2 separate regions of the Danio rerio genome follow, and region 1 is linked to region 2. A link is a contact called in public Hi-C data. All regions are on one chromosome and are shown on one strand. The core of a region is the stretch at or near the end of the contact, and the rest is flanking DNA. Distances in the headings are between cores, read along the strand shown.

Region 1 (3,269 bases), core at 261-2,760, 140 kb before region 2:
CAGTTTTCCTGTTGAGCAGAGCTGTTTTCCACAACTTCATTCGCTCGTTCATTCATTTTCTTTTTGGCTTAGTCCCTTTGTTAGTCTGGGGTCGCCACAGCGGAATGAACCGCCAACTTATCCAGTATGTTTTATGCACCGGATGTCCTTCCAGCTGCAACCCATCACTGGGAAACACCAATACACACTTATACACTACATAATTTAGTTGGTCAGTTCCCCTATAGCGCACGTGTTTGGACTGTGGGGGAAACCGGAGCACCCGGAGGAAACCCACGCCATTACAGGAGAACATGCAAACTCCACACAGAAACTGACCCAGCCGGGATTTGAACCAGCGACCTTGCTGCGAGGTGACAGCGCTATCCACCACACTGCAGTTTCCTATTGCAGGGTTGCAGTTAGAAGGGCATCCGCTGTGTAAAACATATGCTGGAATAGTTGCCGGTTCATTACGTAGTTGCGACCCCTAATGAATAAAGGCCTGAGCCGAAGGAAAATGAATGTATGTGCAAGGATGGTGAAACAGAGAGAGCATTTTGTGAGGAGAATGTGCATTATTATTGGCAGGAACTGCAATTAATATACAGAAGAAAAGTCTTAAAGGGGTAGAAAATAAAAATATATTCTTAATACTCGCCTTAAAATTCTAATCGGAGTTTCTTTCTTCCGTTGAACACAAAATAAGATTTACTGAAGAAAGTTGAAAGCCTGTAACCATTGACTTCCACAGAAGGAAAAGCAGATGGTCAATGGTTAAAATATATTATCAAAATATCTTGTTTAACAGAAGAAAGAAACTTGGTTTAAACAAGTAAAGGATGAGTGAATGATGACAGAATCTTCATCTTTGATTAAACTATACTCTAAGATTGTTATGATACCAAATCATTATATATGTCATTATTTTTTTAAATAAAAGTGTATAATGTTTACTAAAGTGATGGAAAATGTGTACTTTATGAATCTTTGATGGTGTATATATTGGGTTGTTTCTACAGGATACAGCTGAAGCCGGAAGTTAACAAGAATTATTTATTAAATTACTTATTAATTGCGTTTTATTAACAGCTATCCCAACCCTAAACCCAACCATCACAGTAATGTAAAAACAGTAATTGTAGTATTTGTCATTTTACTTATTAAACTACTCATTATATTATATTTTATTATCTCCCACTCAACTCTAAACCAAACCCTCTGATGTACACAGGATCACAATAATTACACTTTATTAATGTAATTATCCGCAGCTGTATCCCATCTGTATCTGTACCAATATTGTTTTGAGTATTTATTATAATATTGAAATAGTTTGGGGCTCGTTTTGACCGTTTTTTTTTTTGTTTGTTTGTTTTAAAAAAAAAATTTTTGGCTCGTTTTGACTGTAAAAAATAGGTTTTGTCCTGTGACGGCCATGTTTCGAAGACCTGACAACCCTGTCTCCAGGCCAGCAGATGGCGGGAAAGCGAGCAACCACTCAACCGACGTAAACAAGTAGAAGAAGTCAGTTTCTGATTCACCAGCAGAGTGTTGATGAATGTTCAGTTGATTTAATTAGTTTCTTATCATCATAACCATGACACAAACAGATCGAGATGCGGAGAACGGCCGGGACAGAGAGAAAGACCGGGAAAAAGAGCAGCAGCGCGGCGTGAAGAGACCCATCATGCCCGCCGCGGTACCGGAGCCCGTGCAGGAGGTCAGAAATACAGCCAGGATAAATCAACACACACGTGTTTCTCTGTAGCATTTAAGATAAAAGTGTTACACAAAGTAAGCTTAATTATATCTACAGAATTCAGTGAACAGATGCATCAGTTTAACATTTGAATCAGTGTTAATTTAATGGTAATAAAGTCTGTATCAAATCAAAATTTACTATGCTTATTTTAATAGCACACGTGATTAGTCTTTATGTGAACAATTAATCCGAATAAAAGTAATCCATTGAGACAAATGTTTGTTTTAGTAATCTTTAATCAAAGTATAACCATTAGTTTCTGCTTTGGAATGGCAGATGCTTGTCTGATGACGTCAGTTTGACGACGAAATTTGCTTACCCACGCCCCTCTAGCCGTTAGTTTGCTGCTAGCAGAGTCGTGTTTTTTATATTAAATTTAGTTATAGTAATATTTTGTTTTTTCTTTTAATAACATGCACAGATGAATTGTTCACCACAAAACTAGCTATGTGTGCTAACAAAATAAATTAGTTTTGATTTCGTGTGTATTTTAGTATGAATCTGTTACTTTAATATTATTAATTGTTTAACTTATTAGCACGCAATATTAGTCTTACAGTGGACAAATCATTCGTGCAAGTTAATCCACTGAAAAAAAATGTTTGTCTTGGTTATCAAAATATGACCTCTCGACAGCTTGGACGAAATATGCTTAGCCACGCCCCTCCAACCATTAGAGTTGTGTTTTCGTATTAAGTTTACTTATATAATAATATTGTGGTTGTTTTTTAATTAATTTGTATGTTTGTGTTTGTAGACCGTGTTTATTTACTAGTAACAAAATTGTTTAAAGTTATAGTATAGATTTAGCTAACTGCAGTAATCCTGTGTAAACTATTTGTATTTCTCATAGAGGTAAAGTTGGTTTTATATTTGCACATTCGTTCATTTAGAAGTCTCTATATTGGTTGCCATGTTATTTTGAATATTTGATCGTAATTTCCCTATCTCACACACATTGTCGTTGTGGATTTCAGCAAATTCAAGCCAACTTCATCGTTGTGATTCATCCTGGATCAAGAACGCTGCGTCTGGGTCGAGCGACGGACACATTACCCATAAGCGTCCCTCATGTGATCGCCCGCAGACACAAACACCCCGGCCAGAGCCGCTATGAAGACAAGTGTCTGCTCCGAGAAGGCCTGAATGTGAGTGTTTTGCCACTGTCTGCTAATAAAGTGGACGTTTGTGCTATTTTAATTGTTGCTAATTTTGTTTTGTTGGTCTCCCATAATTGGTTTACATTAAAGTAGAGCTGCACAATATATATATATATATATATATATATATATATATATATATATATATATATATATATATATATATATATATATATATTTTTTTTTTTTTTTTTTTTTTTTTTTGAGCTTTTAATACTATTGAGTGTGTGTGTTTTGTGCAGTCTGCAGACAGTAATGAGCAGAGGCAGAACGGGCTGAAAATGGTTGATCAGGTGATCTGGTCCAAGAAAATGTCCAACGGTGTGAGGAGAACGCCAGTGTCCGCAGAACAGGTACAAACAATT
Region 2 (3,134 bases), core at 436-2,935:
GTTCCTCGGGCTCGTCCATCCCCAGCTCCACATTGAAAACCCGTTTTTATTACGTAATATTCCAGTGTGTGTGTGTGTGTGTTTAAATTACAGCATCTCTTCTAGCGTGTTTTACCGTGTGTGTGTGTTTGATGCTGATGCGAGCGCATCTTCCGGCTTTTCACTCCGCGAGAAAACAGATTAAATCCATTGAGCGCCATTAGCAGCGATCGTCACATAATTAAATATGCTTTTTCTGTCGTCACTGCCATCCTCAAAACACCACCAGAGCTGCGGACAGTCCGTCAGGAGAGTTATTAGAAAGAAAAACACTAGTTTAGATTTTATCATCCTCCCTATCCTCCTCCCCCGCGTGCGCGCGCCGAGAACTAGTGCGTCTGTTTTAAATTAAAGGGCTAGTTCACACAACAATTGAAAGTCGCTCACTGTTTACTAGCGGCGAACAAGCGTCGATATTGCAATATGATCATTCGCAATAGTCACATCGCATGTGTTTTGACTTCTGTGATTGTATAATGATTTTTAAATGCACTCATGTATAAGAAAATGTACCATTTGTGACTAACAACTAATAATTTTATTGAATTATTGATATTTTTAGTCAGATACTGTATCTACATACTGTTAGACTCGACAGAACACGATTTATTTCTATTGTATATTTTTCTTTATTGCATTTATGGGATATTTATTAGATTTTATGCACTGCAGAATCTTCCCAATCATCATAAATCCAACTATAGATAGCTAGTCATCGATGAAATTGTGTTCATATCGCAATAAATAACATCACAGAATAAAAAAAATTATCACAATGTTACGATTCTTCCAATATCAAGCTGCCCTAATATTTATTCTCCTTCAAGTGGTTATAATAAACCGTTATGAGTTTCCGTCCTCTGTTAAGCACCAAAGGAAGATATTTTTAAAAATGTTAATCGCTTACTTCTATAGTAAAATTATCCATATTGAGGATATCTCCGTATGGAGAGCTCTGCTGTGACATGCAATGTTAAAAAGTCTATCAATAAAGTCTAAAAAAGTCTAAAATAAAGTCTAACAAACAAACAATATTATCCATAGCATTCCAAATAAATACAATGGAAGTCAATGGTTACAGGTTTCCAACATTCTTCGAAATATCTTCCTTTTGTCCTTCCTTTTGCACAACAGATGTAAACACTTGAAACAAGTAAACTAAGAGTAGTCTAAATTATGACAATCATCATCATCATCATTATTATTATTATTATTATTATTATTGTTATTATTATGGTGAACTGTCCCTTTAAGGCCGTGTTTCGGGGAATAATAGTTGCCTGGAATATTCAATTACCGCTGTAGTACATCTAACAGGCTTTCCAACAGGTCGCTCAGTCTTCTTACACCGAACAATCCCGCTGGATTGACTTAATTCGGAGTTTTTTGGCTTCATAAAGTCAGCATTATTGACATTTCCAGGAAAATCTGCATTTGAATCTTACCTCGGATTCCCAGTACGAACGCCATGCATGTCTGTGTGTCATTCAGTGCGGTGTTTTCTGCTCATTATGGCCATATGCTGAAAGCCCAGGGTTAGTGTGTGTGAGTGTGTGTGCTGGATTACCTGTCTGTAACAGATAATCCAGCATCATAATCCCCTGACTCAAACCTTCTGTGCCACTGAGCTGCTCCAGAACGGAAGTGAATGCGTTTCATATTTAATTAATTAATCGCTGATCTGTCTGATTATGATGTTTTACCACAGTGATTAACCATGAAAATGCATATATTTATATACACACATTATGAAGAAGAGCTTTTATTATGTAATTTAAAGAGGTCTATTTTATTTCTAACTATACTTGGGTGCAAAAATAAATGTTATCTTTATTTTCTTAGTCAAAAGCAAAAGTTTTACTGTTTAACTCAGATCTGTGTTTTTCTGAGGTAAAATTAGTTAAACAGCGACCTCTTGCGGTTTATTTATTCGTTTACATACAGGTCCAACATTTTGGACGATGAAATATATATTTTAATTCGACTGATAATAAAATAATAATGGTTTACAAAATTGTGTGGTACATTTTACTACATCTTACTTAATACTATAGTATTTTATATAGTGAACGGATGCAAGCAGTGTAGCATATATTATTTTTTACAAGATACTTCAGTAAAGTAGTAGTATTTATTTATTTGGGTTTATTTATATTATTTCTATTATCATTTCATTAATTAAATTACAGATTTCGAATGATAAACAATATAACTACACCCACAAGAAAAATAATACCACAGTATACTGTAGGATTTACTATAGTAAAATGTAGCAGATTTTAGCACTATTTAACATTTAATTAATCACATTTCTGAACGATAAGGATCATTTTTAGCTCCACCAACAAGACAAATATATACCATAGATTTACCATTGTAAAATGTAGCATATTGTAGCATTAATTTATTTATTTTGGTAAATTTATTTATCATTTAATTAATTAAATCACATTCTGAAAGATAAAGATCATTTTTTAAACTCCACATACAAGAAAACAAACACCAGAGTATAGTGTGGGATTTACTATGGTAAAATGTAGCATATTTTAGCATTTCTGTATTTCAACTTTATTGTTTTCTTTGTACTCGCATATAAGAAAGTACTACCGTATTTTATAGTAACTAAATATTTTTAAACCTTACCATGGCAAAGTACATGAATGAATCTGTTGTGGTGATTCTACAGTTGCTACGGTAACACCAGAGGTGGGACCAAGTCATTGTTTGGCAAGTCACAAGTAAGTCTCAATTCATTGCCCTCAAGTCCCGAGTCAAGTCCCGAGTCAAGACAGGCAAGTCCCGAGTCAAGTCCCGAGTCAAAGGCAACAAGTCTCAAGTCAAGTCCAAAGTCTTGCAGTTTGATTTTCGAGTCTTTTCGAGTCTTTTTAACAGAAAAATAAAATATATACAGATTAGGTATGGTTGTAAGATCTGTATTAATTAAACAAACCTTTTATATGAAAGAACATTGCTCAGATATATAAAAATACAAAGGCAATTTTCTGAAAAAGTACTGAACAGTGCTGCGTCTCGTCTCCACAGCATAATGCACAAGAACGAGTTCCACCAAAAAAAGACTCCATTTTGCCTCACAT

Evidence for each region. Hi-C and Micro-C count contacts between places; a contact is called where the count stands out from the background.
Region 1: a contact with region 2 is called in a Hi-C map of hematopoietic stem cells, with 2.6 times the contacts expected there. The contact joins the promoter of actr8 here to the promoter of cacna1db in region 2. A contact is called at or near these places in 4 of 18 Hi-C or Micro-C datasets (caudal fin, embryo, hematopoietic stem cells and 1 more).

The regions. Positions count from the first base shown.
Region 1 is chr8:63,546,587-63,549,855 of GRCz12tu, reverse strand. actr8 (actin related protein 8) reads left to right here and starts at 1,510. Exons shown (of 13, transcript NM_001001400.1): 1 at 1,510-1,702; 2 at 2,722-2,892; 3 at 3,147-3,257. The coding sequence starts at 1,580.
Region 2 is chr8:63,411,591-63,414,724 of GRCz12tu, reverse strand. cacna1db (calcium channel, voltage-dependent, L type, alpha 1D subunit, b) reads right to left here and starts at 1,685. Exons shown (of 44, transcript XM_073911312.1): 1 at 1,485-1,685. The coding sequence starts at 1,509.